2 separate regions of the Mus musculus genome follow, and region 1 is linked to region 2. A link is a contact called in public HiChIP or PLAC-seq data. All regions are on one chromosome and are shown on one strand. Each heading gives the region's core, a stretch centred on a gene start, on an enhancer-like site or on the middle of the called end of the contact. The rest is flanking DNA. Distances are from core to core; before and after follow the strand shown.

The links. HiChIP or PLAC-seq counts read pairs in DNA pulled down with a chosen protein or histone mark.
Region 1: an H3K27ac HiChIP or PLAC-seq map of the HPC-7 cell line shows a contact between it and region 2, with 11 times the contacts expected there. The contact joins two enhancer-like sites. A contact is called at or near these places in 8 of 39 promoter capture datasets (the C10 cell line, the HPC-7 cell line, HPC-7-derived erythroid cells and 4 more), 2 of 15 datasets of contacts at CTCF or cohesin (large pre-B cells and pro-B cells), 16 of 484 Hi-C or Micro-C datasets (the CH12 cell line, the G1E-ER4 cell line, the HPC-7 cell line and 10 more), 11 of 115 datasets of contacts at active chromatin or transcription factors (the 230-238 cell line, the HPC-7 cell line, double positive thymocytes and 7 more) and 3 of 9 other capture datasets (adipose tissue, liver and pancreatic islet).

The regions. Positions count from the first base shown.
Region 1 is chr1:160,321,124-160,327,852 of GRCm38.p6, forward strand. All of the region lies in intron 19 of Rabgap1l (RAB GTPase activating protein 1-like), which reads right to left. Among named protein-coding and RNA genes, the nearest start is that of Mir1927, 29 kb to the left of the region's middle. Within about 2 kb of position 4,503, at least 16 of the 459 cell types and tissues checked have an H3K27ac peak or open chromatin away from gene starts, as enhancers often do. A contact at or near this core is called in the HPC-7 cell line, where this site is marked.
Region 2 is chr1:160,232,704-160,239,723 of GRCm38.p6, forward strand. It overlaps a transcript of Rabgap1l not described here. Among named protein-coding and RNA genes, the nearest start is that of Cacybp, 23 kb to the left of the region's middle. Within about 2 kb of position 1,303, at least 109 of the 459 cell types and tissues checked have an H3K27ac peak or open chromatin away from gene starts, as enhancers often do. A contact at or near this core is called in the HPC-7 cell line, where this site is marked.

The DNA.
Region 1 (6,729 bases), core at 3,253-5,752, 92 kb after region 2:
CTCTGTAGACCAGGCTGGCCTAAAACTCAGAAATCCTCCTGGCTCTGCCTCCCAAGTGCTGGGATTAAAGGTGTGTGCCACCACTGCCCAGCTTTTGTTGCTGTTTTAAGTGTTGTCTGGCCTTCAGCTTACAATCCTCCTGCCTCAGCTTCCAGATACTATAATTGCAGGCATGTGCCACTATGCCTAGCTATTTCACTTTTTATTATTGTATTCGAAACCATATGTATATGGAACCAGGTAACAATTCCCAACCCCTTTATTCACTAAATGATTTCCTCCTTGTGTTCCCCCAAATCCTACCTACACAGTGGAGACTGAGCCCAGGTTGCTATAATAGACAAGTATTGAGCATTGAGCTTCATCCTCAAACTGTTGTTGTTGTTTTATTTTAAGACACGGTATAACTAAGTTGCCCAAGTTGGGGTTGCAGGTAAAGACAATCAGGGCCAGTTTTCCTAAAATACTTTTAAAGTCTACTTTGAATAGAACTTAATGGAGAAACTAGATGAAGCCAGCTTTTACAAATAATCTTTTCTTTTCTTTTTTCTTTTTCTTTCTTCTTTCTTTTCTTTTTTCTCTTCTCTTCTCTTCTTTCTCTCTTTCTTTCTCTCTTTCTTTTCTTCTTTGAAACAGGGCAGCATTGACTAGCCTAGAACTTACTATGTAGACTAGGCTGGACTTGAACTGACAGATATCTGCCTCCTCAGTACTGGGATTAAAGGAACATTCCACCATGCCCTGTGAACTCAGTATCTTGAAAGGATAGCCACACTTCCATGTTCATTGAAGCATTATTCACAATAACCAAGAATCAACTTAAGTGCCAGTTAATGGGTGGCTACATGCAGGATATGTGGTATACAAGAATGCGTGTGTGTGTGTGTGTGTGTGTGATTCATATATATATATATATATATATATATATATATATATATATACTTATACATATAAGTTGGGTATGTGTATACTAGCATTCACATATCTATGTATATATAGCATATTTATATGCTTAAACATGTTAGTTGGCTATTCATTAAAAAGAAAAACTCTGCCATTTGAAAGAAACTAGATGACCCTGGAGGACATTATGCTAGATGAAATAAGCTACCACAATGAAAAGATACTGTCTGATATCAATTATATGTATAATGTAAGAATATCAATCTCACAGAAGGCTGGTTGCCAGACTTTGAGGGTAGAGAGCAATGGGAAGATATTGGTCTAAGGGCACAAACTCTCAGTTATAACACAGTCTGTTCCCACATCCCAAGTACTAAGATTGCAGGCATGTGCCATGATGCCCTGTCTGAATGGTTAGATTTTGAGGATGAAAAGTACAGTATGGTGATTATCACTGGAACCATGTTGTCTACTGAAATTGTTAGAGAGTAGATAGTTCTACCATGTACACATATGTATGTTCATGTGTGTGTTTGTGTGTGAATAGAGGTACAACCACAGTGCATGTGAAGAACAAAAACAACCCTGGGTGTGAGTCTGCTTTCCCCTCAGTGAGATCTATTGATCAGTGCGGTGTGCACAAGGCCTGTGAGCTCCAGGATTCTCCTGTCGTTACCTTCCGTCTGTCCACAGACACACTGGTATTACAGTGCTGTGGGGTGGCTTTATGTAGTAACCCAGAGGACCTGAACTCAGGTCCTCATGCTTATGTGGCCCAGTGAGCTACCTCCCCAGACTTCCTTTCCTGTTTTGTTTTGTTTTGTTTTGTTTTGTTTTGTTTTGTTTTGTTTTGTTTTGTTTTTATTTGAGATGGCATCTTGCTATGGACCCACCCCCATAAAATTGCCATAAATTTCTGTATGCCAGGTTGTCTGGCCTTCAGCTTACAATCCTCCTGCCTCAGCTTCCAGATACTATAATTGCAGGCATGTGCCACTATGCCTAGCTATTTCACTTTTTATTATTGTATTCGAAACCATATGTATATGGAACCAGGTAACAATTCCCAATCCCTTTATTCACTAAATGATTTCCTCCTTGTGTTCCCCCAAATCCTACCTACACAGTGGAGACTGAGCCCAGGTTGCTATAATAGACAAGTATTGAGCATTGAGCTTCATCCTCAAACTGTTGTTGTTGTTTTATTTTAAGACACGGTATAACTAAGTTGCCCAAGTTGGGGTTGCAGGTAAAGACAATCAGGCCAGTTTTCCTAAAATACTTTTAAAGTCTACTTTGAATAGAACTTAATGGAGAAACTAGATGAAGCCAGCTTTTACAAATAATCACAGGGAAACATATTAGTGACGAATATCATAATGGGAGAGAAAGAAGTGTTTTGTTTCTGGGATGTAATTGGCCTTGAATTCTGTAATCAATATGCCATGTGACATACTTTATTTTAAGACAGCAGCATGGGAGAGAAGCCAAATCTACTTAAACTTCTTTTACAGCATTTTAAATCACACTGCTAAGAATTGCTATTTATGAAAGAATTATTCAAACTGTGTGTATGGTGCTGGGAATCAAACTTGGTGCTAGACACTTGCTAGGCTACTGCTCATACAGAATGAAGTCAGCAGCCATACTCAAATTATTCAAACTGAACTCCTTAGATGGGGCACTTGTTATCAGATAGTGGGTGGCTGGGTGCTTTTCTTTTTTATAGTAATAACAGTAATAATAATGCCTCTGACAAAACCCAATTTTGTTGTGAAGGTCCGATTGTCTGGGTTAAGAATAAAAGAGTCAACAAGCAATACATAATGATATACATGCAGGTTCAAGATTTTAATGGCCCGTAGTTTTACAACCTATTATAATTTTTATCAATGGGCTATAGCAATAGTATAAATTTTATATATATAATGAAAACACGTGCATTTGTCTACACACAGAGAGAGAGAGAGAGAGAGAGAAAATAGAGAGAGAGAGAGAAAATCCAACACCTTTAAAAAATACAACCTTCAGAATCATGTGTTTTCAAAGCACTTTGACTTGAACCTTTCTTTTAAAAACATTATGCCATTTAAATTTTCTTTCCCAAGAGTTTTTGTCTTTAGCGGGTACAGAAAGCAAGGCTGAAAAGGCAGAATTCAGGAATCTAAGAAATGACAGATTTGGACCCAGGTGGTATAAGGGCTGGGCGAGCCTTCTGGGTCCTCTAACTCAGCTGCTTTAATACCACAGTTCCCAAACCACAGAGCTTCACAGTGGTCAACTTCAGATGAAAACCAGCCTTGGTGGTCCTTAAGGCCCCAAGGAAAGCTAAAAACATGGCTTGCTTTTGGCCTGTCTATAGGACAGTTACTCTTAATGTTGTTCCTACAGTTACTCTATATAGGATGGCTGGAAGTTGTCTCATATGGGTGCTGGGAACTGAATTGGGGTCTCCTGAAAGAACAGCAAGTGTGCTTAAGCAGTGAGCCATCTCTCTAGGCAGGAGCCTTCATTTTTAAAAGGCAGGAAGTTTTATTTCAAATTCACTAGTGGAATCTATAAATATGTTGCTCATTTCCTGATTGCATAGGCTATTAAGGGTCTAATCTATTTCCTGAGCTGAAAGTAGCTAATGGGCAAATATTACAACAGTAATCATCAGGTGAGAAGGGTATTTGGCATCTATTCACCAAAAACATGTTCTCGGTCATAATTCCCTTTGGCAGTGTGTATAGCTTCTAAGGGAATCATCTCACTTTTAACAATGAGAGGTCTCTGCTTAATAAAGCCTGGTGCTGCACTACCCTGAGTGTCTTAGCAATAAGAGCACTCTTATGTGAGGTTGTTGAACCTTAACTCGTGGGTAATATGGGACCTGAAGTGTACTACTTTCTTCCCAACAAGCAGTTTATTAGATAAACAAACAAGCAAACATACAGGCCTTGTTCAAACCATAAGAAGCCTGAGGTTTCTGTGGGATTGGAAATGGGGGCAGGAGAAAAGCTGAGTGTGCACGTGCTTGCCAAGGAGGCCTGAGGACCTGGGTCTGACCACAGCATCCCTGCAGAAAGCGTCCACAGTGGGTCCTGCTGAGTGAGTGTCGGCATGGACGGCAGGCAGGCAGGCGAATCCTGAAGGCTTACTGGTCCTTCAGTTATACTGAAACAGCTTTCTTCAGGGTCAGGGAGACTCTCTATTTTTTTGTTCATTTATTTGTTTGTTTGGTTGTTTGTTTTTCCCCAAGATAGAATTTCTCTCTGTAGTCCTGGCTGTCCTGGAACTCACTTTGTAGACCTGGCTAGCCTCAAACTCACAGATCCACCTGCCTCTGCCTCCTGAGAACTGGGATTAAAGTCATTCACCACCACTGCCTGGAGAGAATCCCTAGCTCAAACCTGTAGAATGGTAGAGGAAGATACCTGACACCTACCTCTGTCTTCCATACGAATATGCATGGCACATGCATACATACTACATGGACACTCATACATAGAGATGGAATGCGTAATGTGCCTCCTTTTTATAATACTGCCCCACAGCACAGGCTTCTGTGAAAAACTCAACTACAACTGAACGTCACTGTTCTTCCCAGGAGCTTATCTCTACGACTTTATCTCGGTCACTGAGCAGCAAACCCCACCCATCTGTGATGGGGTCAGAGGGGCCAGACAGCAGCTGGTTTTGTATTTGACCTAGGAAAAATACTATTCTGAAGACAAACACTCAAGAGGAAAACCACAAATGTGGCTGCTACCAAGGATCACAGGGAGCCATCAGCATCCCCCACCGACCCACCCCCTCGGCAAAGTTCAACTGATACCTCTGGAAACAATCTACCAGAGCCAGGGCTGGGCACTGGGGCAAAGCTAGCTTTCAGGAGCTCATTTCACAGGACTGTCCCAGGAGACACCTCTACTTTTGAAACTGAGCCCATTGGGTTTAATTTCTTTTAAACCATTATCTACAAAGCATGGCCTATACAGAAGACACAGCTCCGTGCAAGGTAGAATTTGACACATAAAATGATTACTGGTCTTCAAACACCAGGCAGATTTCTTTCAAGTAGCAATCTTAACATATGATAGAAATTATTACCCTTCCATATTTGGATCTCCATCAGTGATAAAGGTATTTTATATGTGTTGGCACACAGCATTAAGATAACTTCTTCAACAATATGGTTAGTAGATTGACACTTTGTCATTGTTATGTCAATACTGCCCTGTTTTCTGTAGTCTTCACTTTTTACTACTGCTTTGAAGCAATCTTCACACACACCCCCAGATTTGATCTTGTTTAACATTAAAGATGCAATCTCAACTGGTCAGTGGTGGCGCATGCCTTTAACCCCAGCACTTGGGAGGCAGAGGCAGGTGGATTTCTGAGTTTGAGGCCAGCCTGGTCTACAGAGTGAGTTTTAGGACAGCCAGGGCTACACAGAGAAATCCTGTCTTGAAAAACAAACAAAACAAACAAAAAAAGAAAAAAAGAAAAAGAAAAGAACAAAGAAAGACCTTTAAAAAAAGATGCAATCTCTACCTTTTGGTCTCGATTTGTTTTGGATGTTATTTGGGAGAGTCTTCACTGGCCCCTGCTAGGCTTCTTTAAGGATACTGAAGGCCTAGGATGTGCCTATGGACATTGTTGGCATTGTTTCTCTGAGAACTCTGTCATCTCTGTTTGAGTTGAACAGCCATGGGCACTTTTATCATGTGCATTTCTCTGGCCCTTCAACACATGTGGGGTTTTTTGGGCTACATATATTTCCTGCTTTCTTTGACATGAGGACTATATTCTTTGTCTTTTGTCCTAGCACATTTGTGTGATTTTGAAGGGAGAAGAATGATGTTTTGAATTTTGCCACTTAGAAATTAGAATCTAGAATTTAAATCTGGCCATGTCTCCTCACAATCTTATGCCTTACTTATTCTCTTTGACCAAAGTATACATGCTTCTGTGCCCTGCCAATATACTTGATAACAGCATATTCTAATTCCTAGTATCCAAAATATGGACGGTGTTCTCTTTTTGGAAAATTTTAAAACACTATTTGTTTAGTGTGTGTGTGTGTGTGTGTGTGTGTGTGTGTGTGTGTGTGTGTGCATGAGGGTGTAGGTATGGCAATCAAAGGACAACTTGTAGGAGTTGGTTCTCTCCTACCAGTATGTGGGTCCTGGCGACTCAAACAATGGTTGTCAGGCTTGATAGCAAGTGCCTTTGCTTGTTAAGCCATCTCATTAGTCCAGCAGAGTCTTTGTTACAGCCCAGACTGCCCTGAAAGTTATGATACTCATGCTTCAGCCTCCAGAGAACGAGTATGGCAGGCATACTCTAGCTAAAGAAGGCAGAGTCTATGGTGTTCCTTTCAAATTATTTCATATGTCCTGGGGTTGTTTTATACCCTTTTCATGTTCTACTAGAAAATTCTGGAAATCCTATTCTCTGTAACAGATTTCTTTCTTTCTACAATTTGGTCTGCCTAAAAGGATTCTTTCTAAACCCAGTGGACTCCAAACAATTTTATTAACAAGGGAAAAAAATCACTTTAATAAGGATTATAATTTTTCCATTTATTTATTCATTTTGCATGTATGGGAGTGGTGAGGTAGGCACATCCATTCTGCCACAGTTTATGTACAGAGGTCAGAGGACAACTTCCTGTTCTCTCCTTTACTCATGTGAGTTCTTGGCATGGAGCTCAGCCATCAGGCTGGGTGGCAAGGCAAGTCCTTCACCCACGAGTCATCTACTTGGCCTCTAGGACATTCTTAACAAATCCTCAGCTGGTGAAGTCCTATTATTCTTTTATGACTTAACTTTAAATGC
Region 2 (7,020 bases), core at 53-2,552:
CCACATGTGTGCCTGGTGTCCACAGAACTAAAAAAAAAAAAAAAAAAAGCATTGGATCCCAGAGAGCTGGATCACAGATGTCTGTGAGCCACCATGTGGGCACTGGCAAGAGAACCCGGGTCTTTTTTGTAAGAGCAACAACTATTTCTAACTGACGAGCCTTCTCTCTAGCCCTGCCAAAAAAAAATAAAAAATAAAATAAAAACTTGTAGTTAATATATCAAAGAAATTAAGGGCTGCAGAGATGTTCAGTCCATAGTAGGGATTGCTGAGCAAGCGTCAAGGACCTGAGTTCAAAGCCTATGTTCAAAGCCTAGTGTGGCTGTGCACCTGGAATACACTGGCCACCTATTGCAAAATGTGTCAATTAAAATGTATTTGTCAGAAGAACGAAGACCAAAGTGTGGACACTTTACCCTTTCTTAGAAATGGGAACAAAACACCCATGGAAGGAGTTACAGAGACAAAATTTGGAGCTGTGATGAAAGGATGGACCATCTAGTGATTGCCATATGCAGGGATCCATCCCATAATCAGCTTCCAAATGCTGACACCATTGCATACACTAGCAAGATTTTGCTGAAAGGACCCAGATATAACTTGCTTTTGTGAGACTATGCCGGGGCCTAGCAAACACAGAAGTGGATGATCACAGTCAGCTACTGGATGGGTCACACGGCCTCCAATGCAGGAGCTAGAGAAATTACCCAGGGAGCTAAAGGGAACTGAAACCCTATAGGTGGAACAACAATATGAACTAACCAGTACCCGGGAACTCTTGTCTTTAGCTGCATATGTATCAAAAGATGGCCTCGTCGGCCATCACTGCAAAGAGAGGCCCATTGGACTTGCAAACTTTATATGCCCCAGTACAGGGGAACGCCAGGGCCAAAAAGGGGGAGTGGGTGGGTAGGGGATGGGGGGGTATGGGGGACCTTTGGGATAGCATTGAAAATGTAAACGAGGAAAATACCTAATAAAAAAATAAATTAAAAAAATGTATTTGCATGTAATGACAGGTTACAAGGGCTCACAGTCTTTATGTTCCCTGAGCTGATTTCCATCTAATTACCCCACAAACATCTCAGAATTAGTTTTGCCCTTTCTAGCAAAACCAACCAACCAACCCAAAGCAAACCCCATGTCTCTTCTGTTTTAACTATTACTATTTTGGCTTTAGAATCTACTTCTTCTCATTTTTAGTCTGATCTGTGTTCCTGTCTGGGGACCTCTGCCACTGGCTCCATATTCCTCACAACATCTAAACAGTGCCAATAGCACATCCACCAGCAGCTACTTCTACTCAAAACATCCTGTTTCAAACACAATATAAACCCCAACTCTTCAGCCCAGGACAGCCTGGGCCCCTGGGGGTTTTTGTTTCACTTCTGCATTTGAATCTCTTGCCAAATGAAATACTTTTCTGCTCACTCATCCCTCTTTCCACCATTTTCCATCTGGCTTTCCTCCAAATCCACACTCTGCCTTGCCCAGCCTTCAAAGTACAAGTCAAACCATAACATGTTCCTAGAAGGTTTCCTGCACTTGCTCTGGGAGCACACACACTGACAGACAAGGGATACTTCCTGGGTCCCTTGTAAAAGTATCTTTTATTCTGCTGAAATAACTGTCTCAGAGGCTTACTGCTTCAGTCTGCTAATTAGGGCCTATCCTGAAAGCTTCTAGCCTCTAAGCAATCTAATCTAGGTTTAGAATGTTTCAGCCTTGGATACTTACTGCTAAATAAGCTCACCCTTTCCTACTTCTTTCTGAACTCTGGCCGGTTGGTTCAACTCTGGCTTAAACTCCTCTCCAAGCTGACTGATTCAATCTCCCTCCTCCCCCTCTGCTTCTCCTGAATGAATCGCTCTGCTTGGTCTCAAACTAACATTAGCAATCTGTTCTAATCTTTTGGCTTCTCCTGTCTTCATGTGTGTCTCTTCAATTGTCTCTAAAACTCTCCCTGTAAAATTACCTCCTACTGTCCTTTCTCTCTCTGGACTGCTCTTTTACATAGCTTCCCTTTCCTCTCCCTCCTGAGAGCTGGGCATAGCCTATTCTGTCAAATCTTTCTCTGATTTGTCACTTTGTCTGCCACTCAACTAGAGATCATTTTTCAAACATGGGTGCTTCCTTCTACAAACTAACTTTATCATCACTGTTTGGGATTAAAGGTGTATGCTAAGGGCTGAGCCACACCACAACTAAAAACAGTGGTTTTTTTTTTTTTTCCAATAAGTAACACAATCACAGGTTCACAGTGTAATGAAATATTCTGCAATAGTTCCTTATGTCTATGTACAGGAATTACCCCCTCTCCATCCTAAAAGCAGCTAGAGGGTGGTGTGAAAGCAAGCATTTCTAATGCTAGCACTAGAGAGCTGAGGCAGAATTAAGGGTTTCAGGCGCCTCAAAACAACAACAAAAATATTTTTAAAAACACAACAAAAAATACTTTCTAGAGGAGAAAAAGTAGACCAATTCATTTTATGATTCCCATGAAGTATCAATCAAGCTTCACCACCAGAAAGCATTAAATAAACACAATGCTATCACAAAAGGTGGAAGGCAGCTCTGAAACCTCATTTTGAATACACACTGAATGAACAGGAGGGATATTTACACACACATACACACATCATGTATGTATGTATGTACACGTGTGTGTATGTACACATGTGTGTATTGTGTATGTGCATATGCATGTATGTGTATGCATGTCTATGTAAATATGTGTATATTTATGTGTGTTACATTTATACATTTATTACCATGGATCTACAGCCTCAGCCTTGAGATAGTTTTATGAAAAGATGTTCCTAATGTATAAATGGACTAAGACCTTCCTAAAAAAAAATAGAAATTACACAATTTATCCCTTTTAAATTTTATTTATATAGTATTTGTTTATATAACGATGTAAACACAATACAATCCTTATCTCTAGTTAGTATAATTAAGGGAGGTTTGTTTTATATTTTTCTGCATGTAACCAATTTTTTACAAAACATTTCACTTGTATGCATAAAAACACTTTATAAAACATGCACATGTGAGATGCCAATGTCCTTTCTACGCTGATGTTGATGTTCCAAGGAAACTCTCTGATCAGAAAATAGCACATAGCACTGTCAATTCTGAAAGCCTAGAACATAAATAAGTATTCCACTCAGAGTCTTCTTAGGATGAGGGGTCCTTGCCATCTCCAGCTACCAACAAGAAGGACACGAAGACAGAGGACAGAGCAGGACCTGGAGTGAAGGCTTTCTAGGACCACCCTGCTGATGGAGCTAGGAACACCTTCAGGTGCAGACAGCTCTCTAGTAAAGAAGCATTCTAAAGTCCACAGACAGCCAGGCGTGGTGGCGCACGCCTTTAATCCCAGCACTCGGGAGGCAGAGGCAGGCGGATTTCTGTGTTTGAGGCCAGCCTGGTCTACAGAGTGAGTTCCAGGACAGCCAGGGCTACACAGAGAAACCCTGTCTCGAAAAACCAAAAAAAAAAAAAAAAAAAAAATCCACAGACAATTTTTGGCCAGTACTGGTTTGCAGTGGGCAAGTCTACATAACCAGCCTTGGGGGACCATGAGAGCTGATCAAAACATTCTCCCCTAGCCACTGCCCATTCAATATCGTGTCTAGGCTCTGAAAAGAGGCAAATGTTAGCAGAGTGACCTACTAGAAAAGAGTCTCAATGGGACTGTTTCCAATCCCATAGGAGCTGCACAACGCTAAAATACCCCAACAGTGTGTACTCGTCAACTAAGTGACAAGTTATCTGCCTATTCCAGAGTAGAGAATAAGTAAGACGCTGTTCTTCATAAATCTAGAAATCATCTCTGAAAACACAAACAAACAAAATACCATAAGTAAAAGTAATTGCTTTTATAGAAAAAAATTAAAAGCCCACAGTGTCACATTACCTGTTTATACTCAGCAATGATAGCTGTTGTCTTCTTTATCTCATATTCTGCCTTTTCTAACTGTTTCCTGAAGACTTCTTTTAGCTTAAAAAAAAAATAAGGCCAGTCAAACTTGGTATTTTTTTTATGATTTTTAAATTTGTGTATGTGGGTACGTATGCATGTGTGCCAGCAAAGGTCAGGAGAGGGTGTTGGAGTCCCTAGACTTAAGAGTTGCAGCTGGTTGTAAATCTCCCTTTGGATGCTGGGAACTCTGGTCCTCTGTAAGAGCAGCAAGTGCTCTTATCTGCTGAGCCATGTCTCTAGACCTTCAATCAAAATGTTAATCAATGTCCATAAATATCTATATTCAAGTTTTCTTGATCTTCATAGTTTAAAGCCTACCACTTACGGAGATGAAGAAGGCTTTCTTTTCTATAAAGTGGAGGACATACAAGGGGCCCTATAATAAATGTGCTTCTGCTTTCCAAGTGCTTGATAATTGTACTGCTGAGTGTCAGTTCAGAAGCTGGCATCATTGTAAGTCTACAACAAAGTGCTAGGGTGATATTGTGTTTTAAGTGTGCTACTGTTAATGCTATACTTTGGTCTTCGTGTCTACAGTCCCATGGCTGCCGCTATTGCAGGGGTAAGAGGCTTTAGGTTAGGAAGGAATGGAAGGTAAGAGATCTTCCACAGACTGGAGGTTCAAAGAGCCAGACAAAAGGGAAAGAGTGACACAGCACAGGGTATTTGTTTCCATGGGTGAAATGCTCAACTACAAATATTCTATTTGCAGCCACGTTGTTGTTTTGCCAGCAGCTATAGAATCCTAGGTTAGAGGAAGGTTAGGTGATGAAAGGTGTGGGTACTGGGGTTCTGTTAGGTTGATGGCCACACAGGAATGTAAGCAAACAACCCAGCTCTGGTTAGTCTTTCAACACACACAGAATAAAAAGATGAATTACTAGGGCTGAAGAGACGGCTCAGCGGTTAAAAGCATAATGTTCCTGTAGAGAACCTGAGTTTAGTTCCTAGCACTCAGGTTGGGAGGCTCACAACTGTCTGTAACTCCAGCTCTAGGGGACCCAACACCCTCCTCTGGCCTCTGTGAGTACACACATATACGTGACATACACCCACAAACAAACACACATACACATAAAGGTAAAACAATCTTCTTTAAAAAAACAAAAAGATGAATTCTTCCTATTCATAATTTGAGATGCTGACATAAAGAATCATCTTTTTAACATATTTCAATGGAAAACAATCACAGAACTTTTCTTTGTAGGCCTTGGAAGGTGCTAATGACACACCTCTCCACGTGTGACTTCACTGACACTTTTCTCGGGCTGTTTGGAAGAAGGTGTTTGAAATTCTTGAGAATAAATTCAGTTTATATTTAGCATTACTGAATTTTCCTCAGGAGGAAACTCACTCATGATTTCAGAGGACTTCTCCCTCTGGAAGTCAGTTATGGGCTAAGCAGGAGATGTCATCTCCAACACTGCAGCGTGACTCAGAAAACTGAAGGAAGCTACAGATGGAGGCCACAGCTCCTGTCAGTGTCAGACAGAGATCACTGTAAGCCTCCAGTTCCACAGCATTCATTGCAGCTTCAAAAGACATCATGATCTCACAGATGTGGCAGAAAATTTCCAGATTCATCAAGGCTCTTGGATCACAATTCGAAGTCACTAAATCTAGAAAAAGCTCAACATTCCTGCTAGACATTTCCATGAAGGCAAACTCCTACAAGATGTTCAAAAACCAGAATTACTGCTTAACATTCCCCTTGATTTGGGGGGTGGGGGATCATTTCTCTCTCTCTCTCTCTCTCTCTCTCATTCATTCACTCACTCACAATATTAACCAACTTCCTGCCAGTTTATCTACACAGAGAAAAGCCTGCCTGGGCCTTACCTGGGCGGTCTCCTCCTCTTGCTTCCTCTTCTCTTCCTCAGTCTCCACCAACCTCTGCTTGGTAAAGAGGAGCTCCTTATTCAGCACATCAGCCTTGTCTTCTGCCTGCAATGATGAAACCATGGCAGCTGTAAGGACAGGATGGAATCCACGTGCTCGTTTTCCCAGCCTCACAAATAATGACTTCAGGCCACCCTATTCTCCTCCAGCTCATCTTCAAGGTGGCTTTTTTTTTCTGCAGCCAATTTTATGCAGCCATTTGATTCACATTAGCCTTAATCTTTACAGAACAATAACTTATATCTAATAACACTGAGGTTTGGAGGGATCTGGGGCTAAATATCTCACATAACAAGCATGGTTTGGATTTGACCCATATTCAAGTCTGTGTTCTTTCTAAACACTTCTGGCACATTTTTTTACATGTCCCAAGACATACTCTGAATAGATGGAACTGTTGAGTAGAGAGAACTGTCCTCTAACAGAAGCCTCAGGTTAGAAACACATGGGGAAAACCCAGACAGGACAATATTTAGGCAGCAAATTTTGAAAACCAGCTGGGGTACACTGGCCCACAAGGACACTCATATGTTAACAGAGTAAGAAGAAATTAAGACAAAGAATCTACAAGAAAGGGCTGGAGAGGTGGTTCAGCGGTTAAGATTGCTCTTTCAGAGGTCCTGAGTTCAATAACCAGCAACCACATGGTGGCTCATAACCATCTGTAATGGGATCCAATGCCCTCTTCTGGTATGTCTGAAAACAGCTACAATGTACTCACATAAAATAAATAAATAAATCTTAAAAAAAAAAAAAAGAAAAGAATCTACATGAGAGGCTAAGAAAAGCTGAACTCTGTAGCAGAAAGCCAAGCAGCCAATACTGTGCTTCTAGAAGATACAGGAGAAGCTCAAAGAGAATGCCTTCTTGTTAACTTGGAGACAGAACCAAAATTAACTAAAGTTCCCCTGTGTATACTTAATGTAGTAGCCTTGTCTCTTCTGTACTCTGAGGTCCTAGCCGAACTCTCTGGTTCCAGCCTGACATTCACATCCCAGTGAACAAGCCAGCCTCACTCCATTCAAACTGCTCTGCTGTTTGTCCCTCCATTACACTCCAGGCACTGTGTTGCGTTGTGTGTGGGACTTATATGTCTTGCCACTATGCTTTAAACACCATGAGAAATCATATTT